3 separate regions of the Mus musculus genome follow, and all the other regions are linked to region 1. A link is a contact called in public ChIA-PET and promoter capture Hi-C data. All regions are on one chromosome and are shown on one strand. Each heading gives the region's core, a stretch centred on a gene start, on an enhancer-like site or on the middle of the called end of the contact. The rest is flanking DNA. Distances are from core to core; before and after follow the strand shown. Region 1 overlaps Ptpn18 (protein tyrosine phosphatase, non-receptor type 18). Region 2 overlaps Dst (dystonin). Region 3 overlaps Bend6 (BEN domain containing 6).

The links. ChIA-PET counts read pairs in DNA pulled down with a chosen protein or histone mark. Capture Hi-C pulls out chosen DNA fragments and counts their contacts.
Region 2: a promoter capture Hi-C map of adipose tissue shows a contact between it and region 1. The contact joins two enhancer-like sites. A contact is called at or near these places in 1 of 115 datasets of contacts at active chromatin or transcription factors (bone marrow-derived macrophages) and 1 of 9 other capture datasets (adipose tissue).
Region 3: an RNA polymerase II ChIA-PET map of effector CD8 T cells shows a contact between it and region 1, with 6 read pairs. The contact joins two enhancer-like sites. A contact is called at or near these places in 2 of 115 datasets of contacts at active chromatin or transcription factors (effector CD8 T cells and microglia).

Annotation. Positions count from the first base shown.
Region 1 is chr1:34,471,318-34,475,280 of GRCm38.p6, reverse strand. Ptpn18 (protein tyrosine phosphatase, non-receptor type 18) reads right to left here. Exons shown (of 15, transcript NM_011206.2): 9 at 3,722-3,788; 10 at 3,563-3,640; 11 at 3,380-3,469; 12 at 3,090-3,178; 13 at 2,313-2,518; 14 at 1,872-1,946; 15 at 1,497-1,702. The coding sequence ends at 1,635. Among named protein-coding and RNA genes, the nearest start is that of Gm32566, 11 kb to the left of the region's middle. Within about 2 kb of position 2,075, at least 205 of the 459 cell types and tissues checked have an H3K27ac peak or open chromatin away from gene starts, as enhancers often do. A contact at or near this core is called in adipose tissue, effector CD8 T cells and microglia, where this site is marked.
Region 2 is chr1:33,942,898-33,946,905 of GRCm38.p6, reverse strand. The region is part of intron 2 of Dst (dystonin); the gene reads right to left. Among named protein-coding and RNA genes, the nearest start is that of Dst, 37 kb to the right of the region's middle. Within about 2 kb of position 1,320, at least 65 of the 459 cell types and tissues checked have an H3K27ac peak or open chromatin away from gene starts, as enhancers often do. A contact at or near this core is called in adipose tissue, where this site is marked.
Region 3 is chr1:33,881,662-33,885,821 of GRCm38.p6, reverse strand. It overlaps Bend6 (BEN domain containing 6), which reads left to right. Exons shown (of 7, transcript NM_177235.3): 2 at 2,174-2,381. The coding sequence starts at 2,262. Among named protein-coding and RNA genes, the nearest start is that of Gm38471, 9.0 kb to the right of the region's middle. Within about 2 kb of position 2,216, at least 147 of the 459 cell types and tissues checked have an H3K27ac peak or open chromatin away from gene starts, as enhancers often do. A contact at or near this core is called in effector CD8 T cells and microglia, where this site is marked.

The sequences.
Region 1 (3,963 bases), core at 826-3,325:
GACTCTTAGACTTCAATACAGTCCCTCCCTGTTCTCAAACAGGACAGCTAAGACCTGTACAGTGCTCTCTGAGCTGAGAATTAATCCTATTAACGGCAGCCATCCTGGTTAACTTCTGTTGGTTTCTCATCCTTCGGGATGAGCAATTCTTCCTCTTTGGGCAACAGCTCCCCATTTCCAGGAATTTACTGCTTTCCTGGCTGGTCTCAAGGAATTCAATGGTTCTGGCTTTGAGATTAACCTATGTGCCAAATGTCACCCTATCCCTCCTCTCCTTCCTTTTGTTACTCCAGGATGGTCAGCCCTAGCCCCCGTGCTCTAAATAGAGCACCCTGACCCTTCTCTGCTCCCAGCTGCCTCTCAGCATGATCAGTCCCCCACAGCTCTCTCTCTCTTTTTAAATATTATATGTAAGTACACTGTAGCTGTCTTCAGACACCCCAGAAGAGGGCACCAGATCTCATTACGGATGGTTGTGAGCCACCATGTGGTTGCTGGGATTTGAATTCAGGACCTTTAAGAGCAGTCAGTGCTCTTAACCACTGAGCCATCTCTCCAGCCGCCCCACCCCCACCCCGAGACTTTCACCTTAGAATTTAGATTCACTGAGCTGCTAAAGATTCCCAAGGTTTCCCAGTCATCCCTGGTTCCTGTTGGCCGAGCTGTTCGTGGCACAGATCTTCTAGCACTTGACAATGAGAGTAGACACTGTGGCCAAATAAGACAAGTTTCATAACCTCCTCCCCCCCCCAACACTAAAAGGCGAATGCTTCCCAGGACCGCCATGAACCTGGGAGCCTGCAGCTGGCTGTGGTCTGAGATCCATGAAGCCACATAAGGCTCTTGAGTTGAGTTTTTGGCTCACTCCTCACTGAATTCTACGAAAATCATTTTAATGTTTGCCTAGATACGCAAGTTCATGGTAGGAGCCTTCATCAGATTCAAGACAGGAATTGCAAGAGCCTGGAGAAAGCATAGCCAGGACTGACTGGATGAACAACTGCCATACAGACCCTCCTGTGTTGGTGACATTGTGGCAGTGGGGCGGGGTGGGGTTGGGGGTGGGGTTGGGGCAGGATCGGGGTCTGGAGCATCGTGCATATGTTTGTTCTGAAGGATCTACTTTCTTGCATCTCAAGGAAAGTCAGGGCTGGAAGTTCTGTCTTTCTGGATGGCACCCTATTTACCTGGCTGGTGTTCCATTTCTCTGACCAGCCAGAGATCTTTCTAGCTCATTGCAAGTTTATCTGAGGATCTATCTAGACGTGTCTCTAGCTGGAGGTCAGCTTGTTGATCCTGATAGGCACCTGCTGAGGGCTCTGTGAGCTAGGACTCTGTCTGGGATGCACTCTCCGGTAGGTGTACGGGGAGGAGGGTGGTGATGGCCACTCCTGACCTGCTTCCTTAAATTGTCTCAGAATAGATCCACCACCTCCCCCACTTACCTCTCTTAGCCCCAGTCTTTGACTGCTAGAATCACTGGAACAAAGCCCCTATTTTTTTCTGCCCTGAGAAACTTTTATTTTGAATCAGGCCCACAAGTCCCACTCATACATAACACACTGCACAGCAGTATGGTGGTTCCAGGAGTCCAGCCACCACCGAGTGGCAGGCTATAACTGGCACAGCACTCGTTACACCCGTGTCCACTCTGCTGGAGGATCCCGGGGCCCTTTGGGCCTTCCGATGCGCAAGTTGAAGCCTAAGGGAAGAAGGGCTCCATGCAGAAGCTAAGGAGTGACAGGGTAACCTCCTCCAAACCCACACCGCTCCAGATCCAGGTATATGAAGGAGAACCTGAGTCCAGTGCCCCAGCCCGAACTCCCGAAGTCCTGGGGCTCTCCAAAGCTGCACCCTAGGCTCTGACTTACCTAGCCCTCCAGTCTGTGCTCCATCTGTTACTTCTTCGTAGGCATCAGGCCCGGAAGAGTTTTGGTCCGCAGGAACTGAGGGCAGGAGAACCCCTATGGGTCAGCTCAAGCTGCTTTTAAGAGTTCCAGGGACTCTAGAGCAGCATAGCTACCGATTTCCCTTCCCGAGGTAGCGGTAGGAGGCGTGTCCATGGGCGTGTCCAAGTTCGGAGGTCTGTCTTTGGGGCCTTGGGTTAGACAGCCCAGTCTCCCAATTGAGACCTGACCTGGGGCTCATTTTGGGGCTTGAACCCCGACGTTTAGTAGCCTAGGGGCGTGGCCATGCTGGATCTGGGGCTGACCTCCGAGCAGCGCTTAGACCCTCGGGAGCCTTAGGAGAGCGGGAAAGTTGCTAATAGGTACTTGTCCTCAGCTCCACACCCCCGGAGGGCCTCAACTCACCTCGGCGCAGTGCCGTTGTCCCCTGTGCGTCCTCCGTGTGTGCCACCGGTCGCTGGGCACGTGGAGCCACCTGGCTGTAGATCGGGGTGTCCGTGCTGGTGGGCGCCCGCGGCCCCGGCCCTGTGCCCGCCGAAGCGCCACGCTTCTGCACCACAGCGTAAGTGTCAGCCATGGGGAGGGTCGGGGGCGCAGGCACCGAGATGCTCCTGCAGCGGGCAACAAGCAGAGGAAGTGAAAGCGCTTAGCACAAGGGAGGGGGGCGGGGGGGGGGGAGCAAGCTCAGCCCAGGCTACGGGCTTCCTTCCTGCCTGCCCCAGTCTTCAGAGCAGGAAAGGAGGGAAGGGGCGGGCCACCTGAGGGCAGAAAGTAGAGGTTCCGTGTCCCTAGAATCCCCACAGCAGGAGGGACAGGGCCAGATTGGCAAGTGGGACTAGGGAGGACGCATGTGGTAGAGTGTGTGAGACCCCAACCCTCCTACAATGAGACAGAGACAGGTGAGTCCCCAGAAGCTCTGATGTACACAGTGAGACTGTTTCTCAAAACACGTGGAAGGTAAGGACTCACATACTCTTTCTCTCTCACACACACACACACACACAGAGAGAGAGAGAGAGAGAGAGAGAGAGAGAGGGAGAGAGAGAGAGAGAGAGAGAGAGAGAGAGAGATTGAAATTCTTTAAAAATGTACTTGCCTAATTAATTACCTTCTGGAAGACCAAGGGAAAAGCTAACCCAGACTGTAGAGGTTGATTTTCCAGGGACAGAGTGAGCCCAGTACCTGAGAACCCCTCCTGGTGGCCGGGATGTGGCAGGCAGGGCTGAGGAGGTCCTGAGGGAGAAGGCTTCCTTGCAGATTGGAGCGCAGTTCTGCAGGGAAGCAGGCAGGGTCGGTCCTGAGGCCATAGCCCTGCTGCAGGTCACTGTGGGTGCCTAGGTGAGCTTAGGGAACAGCCTGGGGAAGGAGCTCTGAGGAGGCAAAGGTGCCTTTCACAGTAAGTCGGTTGCTGTTCCCAAGAAGGGTATAGGTGTTGATGGCTGGCAGAAAGGGTGAAATTGGGGGCTCTGTACCTCCTTGAGGTTCTGGTAGTGGGGGCTGGTGTCCTGGAGAGTGCGGGAGAATAGCTGAGCCACTGTGTGGTACAGGAACCTGTACTGCTCCTGTTGGGGTGAGTGGTCATTGAGAAGGGGAGATTGGGAAGCTAAGCAAACCTCCCTCGTCCTTAGGAACAGGAAGACGGGGCAAGCACATACCTCTGTCTGCACTGCTGCAGGCCGCTGTTTCCGCATCTCCAGGACCACTTGGAAGAGACTGAAGTTGGGAGGGATTGTCTGGGATAGAGAGGGGAAGTGTGACCAGACCCTGGTAGGCAGACATGGGACATACTGCACACAGAGCAGAGGACGTCATACCTGGGTCAGCAGCAACTGCCTCACATAGTCAACAGCGCACAGGACACCTGTTCGTCCGCAGCCAGCACTGACAATCGTGAATCAGAGCAGACACCATCATAGCCTACCCACAATGCCCCTTTCCCCATTCTGTTCCTCCTCCTTTTCCCACAGGTCTTGTGCTAGGTTGCCCAGGCTAGCCTCTGACTTCAGCTTCCTAAGTGCTGGGATGTCAGGACTGCCTAACTGTACAGACACCACAA
Region 2 (4,008 bases), core at 71-2,570, 530 kb after region 1:
TACTCGCGGCTCTGCAACCTGTCCCAGATCCAGCAGCTATAAACTCGGAGGAGCTAAAGGCAAGATTTTATGGTGAGATGTGACTATATTTGATGAATGACACTTAAAAAACAGGCATGAAGGCCTGTCGCAAGTGAGAAGGCAGTGCAGAGAGGTGTGAGAAACAAAGAGGATCATGGGAGAAGCCAGGCAGGAAAGCAAGCAGAGAGGTGGGGCCAGGGACACAGGAAGCCGAAGACAAAAGAACAGGAGGGGCTTTGAAAATTGAAGTCATACTAAAGACCTAAACACTTCTTCAGTATCTCAGCTGCAATCCTTACAGCTTTTCCAATGGCCACTATACACTCAGAGTTGTTAAGACACAAAAATAAGCTTATAAGGTTAAGAGACAGAGCTGGGTTGTGGTGGCAGCAATGGCACAGGACTTTAATCCCAGCACTCAGGAGGCAGAGGCGGGCAGATCTCTGAGTTTGAGGCCAGCCTGGTCTAGCTTTATAGCTAGTTCCAGGACAGCCAGAGCTACACAAAGAAACCCTGTTTCAAAAAATACCAAGAAGGAGGGAGGGAAGGAGAGAGAGAGAGGGAGGGAGGAAAGGAGAGAGAGAGATCGATCAAGTAAAAGATGGAAACACATAGAAACTGAACTGCCAACACAGTGGGGGAGGGAGGATGTGTGGCAACACAATCTTACAACTATGTCTGTTATCAAGGGCATCCTCCAAATATCTGTTCTCAAAGAACAGCTTCATCTTGAGGTCCACCTATTTCTGGACTGTTTCTGGAAAAAGATTCCTGAGGTTGATGCCAGCCCTATCCTAACTTGGGCAGTCTCAGCCACAGAGTAGATACTGTAGCACTGGCTCAAGCAGAGAACAGACTGGACTGAGAGGAAGCAGCAAGACAAGCCTGCGGCACGCAGAGGCCCGGGTCTGCACAGCCACCAAGGGCATGGTTGCATAAAACACAGGAACTGGGGTAAAGGTCCCAAAAAACCCCGGCAAGTCCTCCTGTATCACCCTACTCCCCAGTGCTCTGCAACCTGCCCCAGATCTAGCAACTAGAAAGAACCACTCGATATGAAATAACTCCGGTTGTTAAACATTTTAAACATCAATATCTCTACCAATGAATGAAGTTAATCAGGGCTACTGAAGTTTGGTGCTGAAGCTCCGAGCAGGACTTCAAATCCCAAAGGTAATGAAAGGGAGGCAGCAGCAGTCAGTCAGGGGTAGATGTTTGGCCAAGACTCCCTATCAAGCCCCCCAGACTGGCTGCTATGCAGGAACCAAAGAGCAGAGGTCCCGGCATACACTGCGCTGGTCAGAAATGTCTCCAAACCGCCCCAGCCCCATCACTGTGCACAGGAGAGGAAGGGCTGACTGATGCTCCTGACTATGTTATGGGAACGAGCTTTTGGCCCCTGCTGAGATGAAGTGTATATTTGGTCTGTGTTCAAGACTTAAATGCTTTTCTGGCAGTACATTCTCTTTCAAAATCTGCTTACTCTGGAGGTGTACTTATCAGAAAGCTGGGGGGAGGGGATGCAGAGGGAGTTGTCCCATGACCTAACAGCCGCTGATAATGTATTCTGAGTAAAGAGGAGAAACGGGGAGCAGGACGCAGGCTTCCCGGCAATCGGAGGTCAATGCGGTCACTGAGAAATGCTGTGCAGTGAGTTTTTGTCACAGCCCCTTACAGTGTCCAGTTCTCCTGCTCTCCCTCCATTCGCCACACCCCCTCAGCACTGGGCGGAGCACGGCACAGACTTCAGCATGCCACGCCCACTCTGCACTCTGTGGAGGCGCAGCCTAGATCTCAGCAAGCACTGCACCGGGGGACCCTTTCCTGGGAGGATGCTACTGAGTCTGAAGCAGTGGCTAAAGCTATCATGATGTTGTACAACCTTCCCTGGAGTCTCCCTGATATTCCAGCAAGAACTACGAACTTTCCAACCTCCACCCCTTGACTCTGGTTGGCTTCCCCAGTTCGTGAACTTGACTGGAGTTTGTTCCAGTGTGACTTTTTGTAGCGTTCTTCAGCCTGACGTACTCAGAATGCGTTCACGGCCATGATAACTCCACCCCCACACCGACTCCACCACCCCACCACTGTCGGGTTCTGTTTCTCCTACCTACGTTCTTTCAGACTCTCCACAGGTTTTGACTTTGGTTCTTTTACCTGTCTGACATGCTCAGAAAATACTGATCACAAAACATAAGTCCTCCTATAAATGTACCATTTATGTCTGAACTAAAAATCTGTCTGAATGACCCTGCTCTATCTTTCTAAAACATCCTTCCAAAACAATCCCTAGCAGTAACACAGATCCTACTTATCTTCCTAGACTGATAGAGATTTAGCAAGGATTCCGATAGATAGTATTTCAAATGCACATCTTTCTAACTGAATAATTTTCCAACATATGGCTCCACCATTCTTTATTATATCACTAACTCAAACTGAGATACTTTAAATTTTAATTGTATGGAATACAAGAAGCAAGGTATATGTGTGTGTGTGTGTGTGTGTGTGTGTGTGTTTCCCTAGGCTAGTTGGTTGTTCCTTTGTCTGTTGTTGTTGTTGTTTGTTTGTTTGTTTGTTTGGCACAGGCTAGAGTCACTGGGAAAGAAGGACCATCAATTGAGAACATGCTATCATCAGATTGGCCTATAGGCCAAGTCTATGAGGATATCTTCCTAGTCAATGACTGATGTGGAACAGCCAGGCCACTAGGGGCAGTGCCATCCCTGGGCAGGCAGTACTGGGAGGCATAAGAAAGGTAGCTCACCATGAAGCTGATGAACAAATCAGTAAGCAGCATTCCTGCATGGTCTCTGCTTCCCGTCCTGCCTCCCAGGTCCTGTCCTGCTTGACTTTGTCCCTCTGCTCCCCTTCATGAGAGAATACACAAACCTGAATTAACCCTCCCCTCCCCAGGCTACTTTCGACAGTGGTCTTTCTCACAACAATAGGAAGCAAACCAGGATTACCTAAATCTTTTTTTATTTAGAAGCAGAGTTAGCATTTCATTAAAAGCTTGGTGGCAAGATGACTCAGCAGGACCCACAAGGTGAAATTGCCCCACACACACACACATTGTCCTCTGACCTCCACAAATGTGCTTTGACATGCACACACTCACACACACACACACACACATGAACACTAATAAAGTACATGGATAGAAAAATAAGTAATATAAAAGTTACAAATTACATTTCTAGCACCATTGTGAAAGTCCCTTTTAATTTAATCTCAGCAGCACTAAAAAGCATGAATCTTTATCTGTTAACATGCTAGCAAGCAAATATTATTCGTTGTTGTTGTTTTCTGAGACAGGGTTTCTCTGTGTAGCTCTGGCTGTCCTGGAACTAACTTTGTAGACCAGGCTGGCCTCGAACTCAGAAATCTGCCTGCCTCTGCCTCCCAAGTGCTGGGATTAAAGGCATGCAAATATTACTCTTAACTGGCAACTGTTTATCAGTAAATGGAGACAGTCTTTCATATTTATGTAAGCCACTGTTTTAATTATCCACTCATAACCTCTTTGCTCATTTTTCTACAATTTATACATACCCTTCATTTACTTTCTAGAAGACTTCTCTGCCTTGAATAAAAGTATCTGCCATCGATGTAGCAAGTACCTTGCTTCTGACAACCTATCTGTTCATTTTCCTATTCAGAGATTTAGAATTCTTCAGTTCAAACTGCCACTCTGTTCCCTTCCAAATATTTCTCCATAGAACATTTCTTTCACCTCAAAGGTTTTCCGTGTTCTCCCCATATCTTCTTCCATTCCTCTTCTAAGCCTTACAAACACTACTTGATGCCACAAGGCAGCAGAGTAGAGAATTCTCTTACATGTGAGGACAGAGGGGGGAGGGGGAAATGGAATGATGGTTGATCTTGATTGTCAACTTAAAATGGGACTTAAAATCACCACGGGAAAACCCCTGTGGGCAGGTGTGAATGCCCGAAACAGGCTGAGGTGTGAGGACGCCGATGTAG
Region 3 (4,160 bases), core at 967-3,466, 590 kb after region 1:
AGCACTTAGGAGGCTGGGCGTTAGAACACTGGACAGGTAAGACCAGAGAAGAACTTCCTTGTGCTGTATTATTAATATTGCAAAAATGGCTGTCTACCAACAGTAACCCACAGAGACAATGCAGTCCTCATCAAAATTCAAACAAGGAACCAAACAGACTCATCAATAATGGGGGAAGTAAAACGAACAGATGTGCCATTAAACACATGGAAAATGTTAAATCTCACCAGCCATCAGAGAAATGCAAATTAAAGCTGCAAAGAAAATTCATCTCAACTCAGTTTGAATGTCAGCCATTAAGAAACCAAAAAATCGGGCTGGTGAGATGGCTCAGTGGGTAAGAGCACCCGAATGCTCTTCCGAAAGTCCGAAGTTCAAATCCCAGCAACCACATGGTGGCTCACAACCACCCGTAATGAGATCTGATGCCCTCTTCTGGAGTGTCTGAAGACAGCTACAGTGTACTTACATATAATAAATAAATAAATCTAAAAAAAAAAAAGAAATCAAAAAATCAATGAGCCTGGAAACGTGTTCAATCCCTTGAACCCAGCAACTGTGGCATGTGTGCCCCTGAACACACACACACACACACACACACACACACGTAAAAAACACACATAACATTAGAAATTATTTTTATGTGAGCAAACATTCAATTTGAACCCCAGCTAACCAAAATGCTATCCAGTTTGGTTTTTTTTTCTTTTTGTATGTTTATGTTTTATTTTATTTCAGAATTTAGAAAATACATTTCACGGTGTCACCCAGGTTCGCCTTGAACATGAAACCCTCTGCCTTCATCTTTGAAGTGCTAGGCTTGCAGGTGTGTACCCTATGCCCAACTATAATGTTATCTTGAAAACTTCACTCATCACATTAGTAAATATAGCTTTCAAAACGATGCTGGACTCCAGTGTTTTATTATAAACTTTGTGAATAAAAATTTTTGAGTAGTGCATTTGCTAATACATTTATAGTAATTTGATAAGAAGCAAAATATTACCGGGTGCTCAATATTCTATATATTTCATGAAGACTCATATGCTCAATCTGACTCTGGTTTTATTACGTATAATTAAATGCTTATGAAAACAAACCAATTGAAGCAAATACTCTGAAGATTAAATAAGACCTAATGTGCATCACCAGCTATACATAACCAAGGTTAAATGTTGTCATTACAACCCTACTGATAGACTCAACTAGTTTGGGACAAGGGGAACCTCTTATCATAAGATTGCAGAGTTTTCAGAAAGAAAAACACCTTTTAAAGCAAAACTCGGGTCTAAGCAACTCTTATTGGTCTCTTGGGAATATGTTTACCCTCCATCCTGATGTTGTCAACTATTATTAATACATTTTCCTAGAAGTGCATAATTTCAGTTCTGTGTGATGATGTTTACATACACCTAGAATTTTTAAAACCTGTAGATTCTTCATGGCTACTTGACAAGAAGGGCAGATGGAAAGTGTTCTTACACTGTTTGAAGTTTTTAAAGCCAACTAGCCGCACCTGACCACATGAGCAGCTTGAGGGCGGTAACAAAGCTGAATGGGTTCTTTTGTTTCTTAAAGTATGACCTGCTACTGTGTATCAATCCCCTGCCTTGCAATAGATTTTTTTTTCCTTTTAAGATTTATTTATTTATTTATTTATTTAGGGCTGGGGAGATGGCTCTGAGGTTAGGAGCACTGACTGCTCTTCTAGAGGTCCTGAGTTCAATTCCCAGCAACCACATGGTGGCTCACAACCATCTGTAATGGGATCTGATGCCCTCTTCTGGTGTGCCTAAAGACAGCTACAGTGTACTTACATATATAAAATAAATAAAATCTTTAAAACAAAAAAGACTTATTTATTTTATGTATGTGAGTATACCATAGCCGTCGTAAGACACATCTGTGAGGACTTCAGATCCCAGGCTGTGAGCCGCCATGTGGTTGCTGGGAATTGAACTCAGGACCTCTGGAAGAGCAGTCAGTGCTCTTAACCACTGAGCCACGTCTCCAGCACCAAGCTGGATTTTTTTGAGTCAAGTAAACATGTGCGGGAAGTTGGCCAGTAAGAAAGACAACAACATGGCCCCTTCCACATGGCACCTTCCGTGAAAGGCGCTCACCTGAGCCGGCAGCAGGCTGAGGCCCCCTGTGTTTTGTTTTTGTTTTTAAGAAGCGAGAACCGCATGCAGAACAGCGGCACCTACATGGGCGTTTCTGCCATCGCCGTTCCGGAAAGCCTGGGCTGACTAATTGAGAAAATGCAGAAGATCTTGCAGACAGATGACATCACCGACAACCAAGTTCTTAGAAAAAGAAAGAGGAAACGGACAGAGACAGCAAACTCAGAAAATGCGAATAGTGCTCTGGAGAAAGCACAGGTCGGTGTTCTGTTGATTTAATCTTCTCATCTACCTCAGCTGCCTCTGCAATTCTCAGCCTTGTTCCTCGTTGTTTCTTGGCACTTTCCCCCATCTTCTGTAATTTGTCCTTTTTAACTCTTTATCCAACCAAGGGAATATAGTTTCTGTTCTCTTTTTAAGGTTAAGTTAGAAACACAGACAGTAGACAGTTTTCCTACTTCATTTCAGCCAGCACCAGATATAACATTGTTCAAAGTTTGTTTTCTGATCTAAACAAAAGATCATCAAACTGTCTGAAAATGGTTTTCCTCCCAAAATATTTTATGGAAATTGGTGCGTTTCTTCAGTAAGACTTACTCTTTGCTCTTCTGTTTAGAACTCAGCTCACAGCTGTTCCTCACTACCCCATTGCCCTCCTTTCCTTTGAACAACTTACCGACATGTTCATCCTGTATTTTTATTTGAATGTCTTTATACAGTCCCACATTTTATACATGTTTTATACATTTTTACGTGTTTTATAATGCATGTAGCATGCTGTATTCACATGTCCTTAAACAGTACCATCTCCCTCATATCCCCACCTCTGACCCACTTTATAAAACACTGTAAAAGACTACATATATATCATTTAGTAGCACATGAAAATCATAATAGAAATCTTAATTTGTTCCTGATTTTTTCAAAAAGCATTGCACTCTCCAAAATTATCCACAAGACTTGATATTATGAGGTGCATATAAATTGTTAAACATGTTCTCTAGAGAAACAAATCAACATTGCCATCAGCTTATAGAGGAATCCACTTTTGGTTATTTTTCGGGCTAGAACAACTAAAATTCATTAATGTAATATAACTATACCCCACAGGTTATATCTGTATGAAATACATAGGAGGATGACTTGTGGTTTCGAAATTGCTTGTTTGTTTCTATTCATTTGACTAGACATTATAAGATGGCATGGATTAAACGCATTAGTGATTAACTCCAACTCACCAGTAATTTCCCTTCGAGACATTAGCCAAGAGAGTCCAATGTGAACTCTCTACTTCATGCTCCTTGGGTCTCCTGACTGTATGTTTGTATGAGAGTCTGTGTCAGCCTGAAGGTGATCTTGTGAATCTGTCCCTGTGTCTGTCCTTCTGTGTCTGTCTGTTATATCTTTGGGTGTCTGTCTTTTCTGCATGTGACTAACGGTGTTTATGTATGTCTGGTGTGTAGCTGTGAGTGGACTCTGCCCCTGACAAAGGGCTTGCTCTGTATTTATTGACCAGCACAGAAAGCATCACACAAGAAGACATGGGATACTTTACAGAAATCTTTAACAGAGTTTTATAAGGGATTAAGTCACTGGCTCCAATTGATCCCAACTGACCCAGACAAAAAACAGTTCTGCAAATGTCATTGTTTATCAACCAGTATCCATAAATAGGTGCTTTTGACTTTTCTGGTAGCTTTTAACCTCTGTATCGGCTGCCTTTAGCAAGTGATAGACATGCATCACCTTGGGTCAGAGGCATGGCAGAGCACACCATTTAAGATAATAGCTACTCATTAGCTTAGGTGGTAAAGGCATATTACATGGGAAATCCAAGACAAGTGAGGTCGACTAGTTTTTGTTGTTGTTTTTGTTTTTGTTTTTCAAGACAGGGTTTCTCTGTATAGCCCTGTCTGTCCTGGAACTCACTCTGTAGACCAGGGTGGCCTCGAACTCAGAAATCTGCCTGCCTCTGCCTTTCGAGTGCTGGGATTAAAGGCATGCGCCACCACCGGAGGCACGGCTTTTGTTTGGTTG